Regions from separate parts of the Danio rerio genome. Here region 1 is linked to region 2. The links are chromatin contacts, called in public Hi-C maps. All regions are on one chromosome and are shown on one strand. The core of a region is the stretch at or near the end of the contact, and the rest is flanking DNA. Distances in the headings are between cores, read along the strand shown.

Region 1 (4,394 bases), core at 707-3,206, 89 kb before region 2:
ATGTAACGAGCCAGTGAGACGTCGATAGAGAACTCAAGCCTGCCCATTTGCTGTGTGCGCAGACCTGGAAAAAATGTAACCCCCCTGGTCCCGCCCACAAACACTGTAGCAGATCCCGCTTGAATCAAGTTGCATATACGCAGTGCTCTGAAGTGTGAGGGAAAGTTAGTGTTATTTTCCCTACCCAAAAACAAGGCTGTGAAGAGTCAGTGGTTGAAGTTTATTATTGCAAAAATACCTCAGCATTATAGCCCCATCCTTGTGCTGTGTTCCTGTCATTTTTCTGACGAGTGCTACAGCAATCTACAGGCGTACAACGAGGCATTCTTCTGCCGTTTGTTAAAGGAAGGATCAGAAGAGACAATTGATGTGTGGGACTTTGTCAGAGCTTGACAGGATCTTTACAGTACACAGTTCATATATCAGTTCCTTCCTCCATTTCACAAGTGTAAGTAGCTTAAGTGCGATTATAATGGTTGCCTCCTTGTATTCTCTAGCTTGCAAATTATGTATTTAATTGTGTTTTGTTACTTGTAACTGGTTGTACTGTATCTGGTTAACTCTTTATGTTCTCATATCCCATCTAAAGCCACGTTGAAAATGTGACGCATGCTGCTTTATTTACCGATTTAAATGTTTTTTGAGCTTGCGATCCACTGCAGTTTCTCGTTGCTACGGCCTCCGTCAGCTGTTCCTACACATGTGCGGCGGCCAAGTTTCAAAATAGTTTAGCTTTTGCCACTGAATGTGTGTCACTGTTACTTATGTTTACTTATGGTTAAAAATAGAGCAATATACTGGTGTTACACTGCATTGCTTTGACGCACTCCTGCATTGGGCTCACACACATACCTGCCAACATTTGTCCCTGAAAACCTTGCATGCATATCAGACTGTTGTTGGAGACCCCCAAAACCGAAATATAACCCTTTTAAATGCATAATAGGGGCTCTTTAAAAATTGTAAATACATTGTGAGTTAACAACCTAACAAAGAACAATTTTATTTTCATTACCTAATTATATGAACAACGTTGAATAAATTTTGCAATAAAGGTAATGTTCATTGTTTATTTATGTTTGTACATACATTAACTAAGATGAACTAATACAACCTTATAGTGAAGTGTTACAGATAAATTTGTATAATAATGAAATGACATATTTATTCTGACCTGCATGAACTAAAATTCATAAAACAACAACTGATTGTAATACAATTTATTAAATTATTAAATTAAATGACAAAACCACTTGCTGACAATTAACAAAAACAAAGAATAGCGCGTAGCATAATACATGTAAATGTATATATTTAATTCCTTTATTATACAACACATTTCACAAGCTTTGGCTTAATTTATTGGTGTCCACTGGAAAAAAATAAAGTGAGAATTCACCACAATTGGTCATGTTTGACTTATTTAATCTTTGTCCCTGACCACGTTCATACCTTTCCCACTCTAAAAAGAGTTTCATTTCATTTTTCAATCCTCCATAGGCTATTAAAGCAAAAGAAGCGAAGGTGAGTCGTAACCATCTTTGCTCATGCCTCCTTTGAGATGCGTTTAATAGTTTGTTCTGAGTTTGAAAGGTGTTTCTCTGACACTTTAAGTATTCTGGAGTGTCTGAGAGCCTCTCACTCAGCCCAGTCCTCTAAAGCCCCTTCGAGCACCTCATAACGGCTTTTCCAGGTCTGTTTTTGAATGTGATGATGGCTGCGGCGTTGACCCCACTGTAATTGTTTGATCCAGAGCAAATGGCACCTTTGGGTTTTTAACCAAGCTGTGCCAGAACATCCATTACTGCATGATCGTCCCGGTCAGCCTCTGCATCAGTTAGTGTTAGCAATCACAGCCTACAGACATGCCATTTAGTTTGGTTAGTGATATCATACAGTTCTGCTCGGTTTTGTAGTCCCCAGAGAGCCCAATGTTGGTTTGAGGGGAAATTACGAGGGGAATTTTCGCTTGACGGCTAAAGACTGAGACTCAGGTCATTGGCAAACACATCATCAAAGCCATACAGAGCGTGTGATGGAAACGACACTACGGCAGAGCAATGATGTCACCTGAACAATAACACAAAGGAAGGGGGTCTCATTTATAGGTGATCCCTAAAAGAATAATGTTGTAAACTGAAACTTTACTGACACTTGTCCACCCAACCAGACAAGAACAAGCAAAGCTTCTGCGATCAGGTAAAAAATTTAGAACCCTGCATATGTGATGATTAAGTAGTTCTTTATATGTTTTACTGAGAATTAATTGCTATAGACAAGTGCACTTTTATTTTACTATTATTTTTTATTTTTTGCAGTTTTGGTATCATTGTTTTGTATAATTAAGGTTTTTGTGGCTTGATATGTACACTTTTATTGAGATGGTATAGAAAGCAAATACTTTTACATTGTTAAACAAAAGATTTATTAAAATAAAAGTAAATCATTTGAACTTTTTTTTATCTAAGAATTTAAAAAAAGCTTTTAGCAGCACTGCTAAGCCTGTTTCCAACATTATTAATACTACTAATAATAAATGTTTTAAATTAGCATATTAAGAAGCATGACTAAAAATTCAGTCTTACCATCATGTAAACATACAAGTATAATAAATAGATGACAAATATTTTACAAAACCTCAATATACTTATTCAATCAAATAAATGCAGCAAAATATACCTCTTAGAAAAATCGGTAACACTTTAGTTTATGTCACAATCCATGCGGTTTACTACTGACTTATTACCTACCTATTAAAAAGATAATAACTGTTCTTTAATAGTAATAAACCAAAGATATTTACATTAGATGTCGCCTACCCTGTTGTTGTCTATTGAAAGAAATGTGTCAATAGAGCTGCCATTTTAGTACAGGGTAGCGCTTCTTTAAAATGAATGCGGGACCAAGGTACAGTGGAGGACTGGCGATCCGGAGTGATGGTATATATATATATATATATATATATATATATATATATATATATATATATATATATATATATATATATATATATATATGATCAGGAATTTTCCCGGTGGTCAGTATGCAAATATTTCTTTTAATTATGAAAATTATAATTTCACATCACTTACCTACATTGATGGATAAGTGACCGCACGGGCATGTATTATCCACCCTCTCTGTTAAATTTGATCTAATACGTGTCTTGAAACACACCCTCTCTACTGCTTTCACTTCTTATTCTAACGGAGGGAGCGATTCATTTGTGTATAAGTTCCCGTTATGAACGACTCGTTCACTTAGCTGATAAGTTTCTAGTTTCTAGCAATATCTTGTTGTCATATTTCATTTACCTGGTTTGCTAATTTTATTCAACAAAACTAGCATAAGCTGAGTATTTAGTGCGAGTTGGTGTTTGCCTTATGATCAGTGATCAGTGCAGTAAGAGACTGTATTATCATCAATACTTGTTTAGCACAAAAGTTTGTGACACAAAAACGTAAAAAACGAAATCTTACCGATGAAATGTTCTGCCTTTGTGCTTTGTTTTCTTTGTTTGCTTGTAATTACACTCGTACACAGCGCTTAATCCAGCATCTTCACATTGGTTTTGGTCTTAACTAGTCCGGTTGAATGACATTTGTCCTAGGTGCACTGTACAAATGTGGCGGCGCTATTGACGCATGCTCAGGGTCCGTATGCGATATCTAGTGTATATATCTATGGTATTAAAGTATGATTTTATTCTACATCCTTAATCCTACCCAAAACCTAAACCCAACTTCTACCTTACTGACTAATTATAAAGTTTATTAAGCTAGTAGTTAGTTAGTAGTAGTAGTAAGTTAATGCTTTGTTAATACCATGAATTGTTACCTAAACTAAAATGTTACTGAAAAACCTGTTACAAAAAGGTTACAGGGGGCATGTGGACATTTCATAGGGTATTGTTGCCTGTTACCCCAAACTTGATAAGTGTCTGACATGGACTTGGCGGTGGGCTCTGGTCTTTTGCATTTGGCAAGTCAGCAAGATAACTCACATATGCCTATAGAGGCAGTTATGCTGATAGTATTTGGCCACTGACCAGCATTTAGAGTGAAAGAGAGGATCTCCAGACTGAACAAACAGACTGTTTTTCTGAATATACAAGGCTTATATACACTCTTAAATTTATAACTGAGGTGTGTAAAAGTAACTAGATTTAATGCTAAGGATTGACAACCATATTCTGCTGTGTGAATGTATTTCATAGTCATTCAAAACACCTGAATGTGTGGATTTCTTTTAGACATGCATTTTGACCATATATTTCAAAGAGTAAAAGTACATGGTGACTGCACCGTACAGTTCATGAATAATTTGTCTTCCATAAGTATATAAAAATATATTAATAACATACTGTAGACGTGTGTGGTGTTTACTTACAGTGC
Region 2 (4,528 bases), core at 560-3,059:
TAAACAGTGTCTGAGCTAGTGTTTGCAAAGGAAATGGACTTACTAACAATTCCACTTCCTGTTTGTCAAGCTCCTTGAAGTCTGCAGGTGGTATAGACTGGACAGGGGATGCTGGGTCAGGCTTAACAGGTTCTGCCTCATGCTTGACCGGTACTGACTGCTCGTCTGGTGTTTCAGCAGGAGGAGCGGGGTGACTGGAAGCTGGTGGCTCTGGTGGTCTGGTAAGCTGTTGGTCGGATAGAAGAGACTGACTGATCTCCTTCTGTTTGGCCGCCAGCTGAAGAGCCCTCTCCCGCTGCAGCTGCTGTCTGCTCCGGTTAGTCTGAGCAGGTTCCCGGCCACGACCCAATGTGACAGACACAGCCTGATTTGCTGGAGGATGATTTGAACAGAGGTATCACTACTCAAATAAGTGTCTGAGCCCTAAAATCTGAGACTAACTTGTGCATATATCTTAAGACTTTCTGAGATGTATTTAAGACGAAGCACTGTAAGCAAAAAAAAAAAAAAAATTGTTACATGAACCTGTCAAATTTGACCTTTTTGGGTTTTAAATCTATTGTCAATAGAATATACACTTTAATTTCTTGCTGCATTTTTAGCACAGAGTCTAAATGTCAAAAATATACCCTTAAGCAACACTTGCATAAACAAATTTATTCATATCTGTATTCTGAAGTGCAGTTGGAAAGACATCTGTTGCCATAGTAATCGGCAGATCATTCCACTGTGGCAACCCCTGATAAATATGGGAATAAGCTGAAGGTGAGTGAATTTCAACTTTTTAAAAGAGGAATGTGCAAACATAATTTGCCTGACTATATACAAATTTTTATTCTGCAAATTAGTGAACATGTTTTGTTAGCAGTTTGCAGTATTTTCTGATTTATGGAAAGGTTTATATTTTTTTTAAAAGTTATCCACACCTAAAAACATTGTTGTTTTTAACATTTACTAAAAATAATACTAACAACATTAAAATAAAATTAAAGCCAAGAATTTTGAACTTAACTGACTTCATGTTCAATGTGCAATAATTTGCATTAAATCTTTGGCGTATTTCAACGTAACATTAATATAACTCTTGTAATGTAAAACAGTTTCTTAACGTATTCTTAAATACATAAACAAATACTTAATAAACTGAGTAAATACTGTTGATAGTACTACATTTTACCTTATTCACCAGCAGTGTCTTGGCTTAATAACTTACAAAATACAGTCAGAATAAATGACGATTTAGTAATTGAGGTAAAGTTGGCTTTATATTCGCACTATCGCACAGTGAAACGGTCCCAATGTTTTTTTTATCACTTTATTTTGAATATTCGGTCAGAAATCGCATGCAAATATGACTTCAAAAACAACATTAGGACTATTTGGTTGACCGTATCATTGGCTGCTAATATTAAATATTAAATTATTTGCTATATTTACAATTTGCAAAGAATTTTTAAAATTAAATTATTAAGGAGAAAGTCCGAATGTGTGAATATAAAACCAACTTTACGTTACCTCAATTGATTTGGTTACATATGCATGCAGACGGCACGAATGAAAAAAAGTTTTCGAGTGAAGTTTTAGCACTTGTACTCACCAACTTCGCCGTTGTGCTGCAGTTTTCGCAGTTCTTCCTCTGAAAATCCAGCCCAAGCAGCCATTTTCAATACACTATAGAGTTGCTCGCAGCTATAATGTAAATCGGGCATTAGCAAAGACAAATAGTTGTTGATTTAAATGTTCCTTTTTACCTACAAATACGGTAACAATTTTAAGAGCTCATCTGGCCGCCATGTTTGTGTATAAAGACTGCCACGTTCAAGACCCTAAAAAGGCCCCCTTCGCGTGTGCCCTCTGAAGTTGCCTGTCTGTTTTGTTTTATTATTTACACTGATATTGTATATGCTGTATGAGTATAATATTTCGAACGAAATACAACTGTTTATAATTGTATAATTTTCTTGTAAATTTGATTAAATATTTTTTTATGTTATGATGTACTTATGTTTTTAGTTGCAGGCAATAGTTATAGGAAATAAACTTTATAAAAACGTTCCCTACTAAAAAAATGAAAAGATGTATCCAGTATTTATAAACAGTAAGCTAAAAAGGTAATTTACTGCATCCACTGGGATTTTGAAGCGTGGACTCACTAAAAACAAACAAAAATACAACAATAACTGCACCATTTTAAGGAATGTAAACAATAACAATGCTCCTAATGTATTTCCTGTTTTACATTTTTCATTTCTGTAGCTTACGAGAATGCAAAAAGGTTCACATATTGATCAATAATGTTATAATAGCTGTTTTAACATTAAGTTATGACTGAACTGGCTCTTGTTACAGTTATGAAATAGCTTGATAACAAGCAGGAAATGTTCATGGGCCAATAACATCACCACATTAAAATGGTCTATACAGTATTAAGACAGACTTTCTATGGCAGGGATGCCCAGACTCGGTCCTGGAGGGGGGGTGTCCTGCATATTTTAATTTCAACCCCAATTAAACACACCTAAACCAGCTAATCAAGCTATTTCTAGGTATACTAAAACTTCCAGGCAAGACAAGTGTGTTAAAGGAATTGAAAGCTAAACAATGCAGAACACCGGCCCTCCAGGACCGAGTTTGGACATCCCTGTATGGTATTTATTCAATATTATAAATTTAATCAATTATGTTTAAAAAAAAAGTTAAAAGGAAATCCATGTTGACCTTGGTCACAGCGCTAAATAAATAAATGAAGAATAAAATATATATACAAAATAAAAAAATATATAAAATGTGAAAATTAAATAAAATACATTAAATTTATAATAATTATACATTTAGAAAAATTATTAATTCAGTCATTCATTTATTCATTTCATTCATTTTTGGCTTTTAGTCCCTTTATTAATCAGGGGTCGCCACAGCGGAATGAACTGCCAACCTATACAGCGGATGCACTTCTAGCTGTAACCCAGCACTGGGAAACATCCATACACTACAGCCATACATTACACACACATACACTACGGCCAATTTAGATTATTGAATTTACCACATGTCTTTGAACTTTGTGGGAAACCAGAAACACCTGGAAACATAGGGAAAACATGCAAACTCCACACAAAAATGCCAACTGAACCAGCCGTGGCTTGAACTAGTTACCTTCTTGCTGTGAGGTGATCATGCTACCCACTGCGCCACTGCGCCACTGCAACTGATTATTAATTCAATTTTTATTGTTACCATTGACCTGGATATTTTAAATAATTGCACAACGAACTGTGGCACTGTTTGGTAAAATAGGTTTAAATAAAATAACAAAAAGAATATGCTTAGAGGATATAAGCCAGTGGTTTAAACAGGTTAGACTGTATTATTATTGTTTTTTTTGTCTAACTACTGCATAACTATTTTTTGAATATTGCATGAAAAGAGTTTGTTTTTAATCTGTCCTCCAGGAAATCTACATCAGACTATTGGATTCGACGACTAATTTTGTTTATCCTCATCTTCTTGCTCCAATTACCCTCTTTACGTTGACTGAGCCATCCTGCGCTCCTCGTGCTCGAGAGGTCAGAGGTTAATGAAAGAGCAAGCTTGCTGATAAAAAGCATGAAATCCTCAGAGAAAAGGAAACGTCAAACAGTTGGATCATATTACACTCTTTGCTTTATTGCCAGAAGCTGCCATGATTGTGCAGAGCTCCAGCGCTCGGTGTCAGGCTTTGGGAGGCCCACTAATTTCTTTGGATTAGTCTGAGTTAACTTGAGTTTGCTGCGTTAGCCGCAACACTGATGTCTGATTTCCTAATACTAGCAGCAGTATCAGTGAGATATTCTGGGTTTGACCTTCATTTGTTTGGTGTTGAGCTGCCAGTGTTGGCAAGTATCGGAATTTAATGTTTAAACGCTGTCATATACACTGCAAAAAATGTTGGGTTCAACACAATTCCTTCATGCTGTCCTGACACAAATCCATTAAGTTAATGTAATTGTTTTTACAAATTTAAGTGAATTGGACAGAAAAACAAATATTTGCCCCCCTCAAGACTTGTGTTGATTCAGCTCATTTTAAATAAGTAGTTTGAACAAACAGCAAAAAATATTTTGAAATCCAGACAATATACACACTATAGGGAGGCGTATAGAATTTTGCCAGGAACTTCAAAACAGAATATTATTAAAAAATAATAATGTTCTTATTTTTGTTCAATTTATGGCATGACAAGTAACAATGCATTAATGTTTGCCGAAATTATTGTGCATTTTTTCTTTTTCAAGAGAGAATATGTTAATATATTTTTAATCAATTAACTGTAAATAACTGTAAATTGACAGAATTCCCTGCATGATACACTTGTCAGGCCCTTAGCTAGGGGGGTACCCCCACTGACAAAGGTCCAGAATTTGTCCCATACATGAGCTCATTTGTCCTCTTTTGACAAGTAAGCCATCATAATTTGTGAAAATAACCCATCAAAGGCTTTAAGCAGAATCTGAAGTAAGTGAAGTCATCTTTTAGTACTGTATTGTTG

What was found. A called contact is a pair of places that touch in the nucleus more often than the background predicts.
Region 1: a contact with region 2 is called in a Hi-C map of an unstated tissue, with 2.2 times the contacts expected there. The contact joins the enhancer-like site here to the promoter of gorab in region 2. A contact is called at or near these places in 1 of 18 Hi-C or Micro-C datasets (an unstated tissue) and 1 of 4 datasets of contacts at active chromatin or transcription factors (embryo).

Annotation. Positions count from the first base shown.
Region 1 is chr20:37,860,958-37,865,351 of GRCz12tu, reverse strand. pde4dip (phosphodiesterase 4D interacting protein) reads right to left here. Exons shown (of 40, transcript XM_073933513.1): 2 at 4,390-4,394. Among named protein-coding and RNA genes, the nearest start is that of pde4dip, 7.4 kb to the right of the region's middle. Within about 2 kb of position 1,956, at least 3 of the 62 cell types and tissues checked have an H3K27ac peak or open chromatin away from gene starts, as enhancers often do.
Region 2 is chr20:37,772,073-37,776,600 of GRCz12tu, reverse strand. It overlaps gorab (golgin, rab6-interacting), which reads right to left and starts at 1,809. Exons shown (of 5, transcript NM_200385.2): 1 at 1,598-1,809; 2 at 48-372. The coding sequence starts at 1,661. LOC103909331 (a long non-coding RNA gene) reads left to right here. Exons shown (of 8, transcript XR_012395949.1): 5 at 181-394.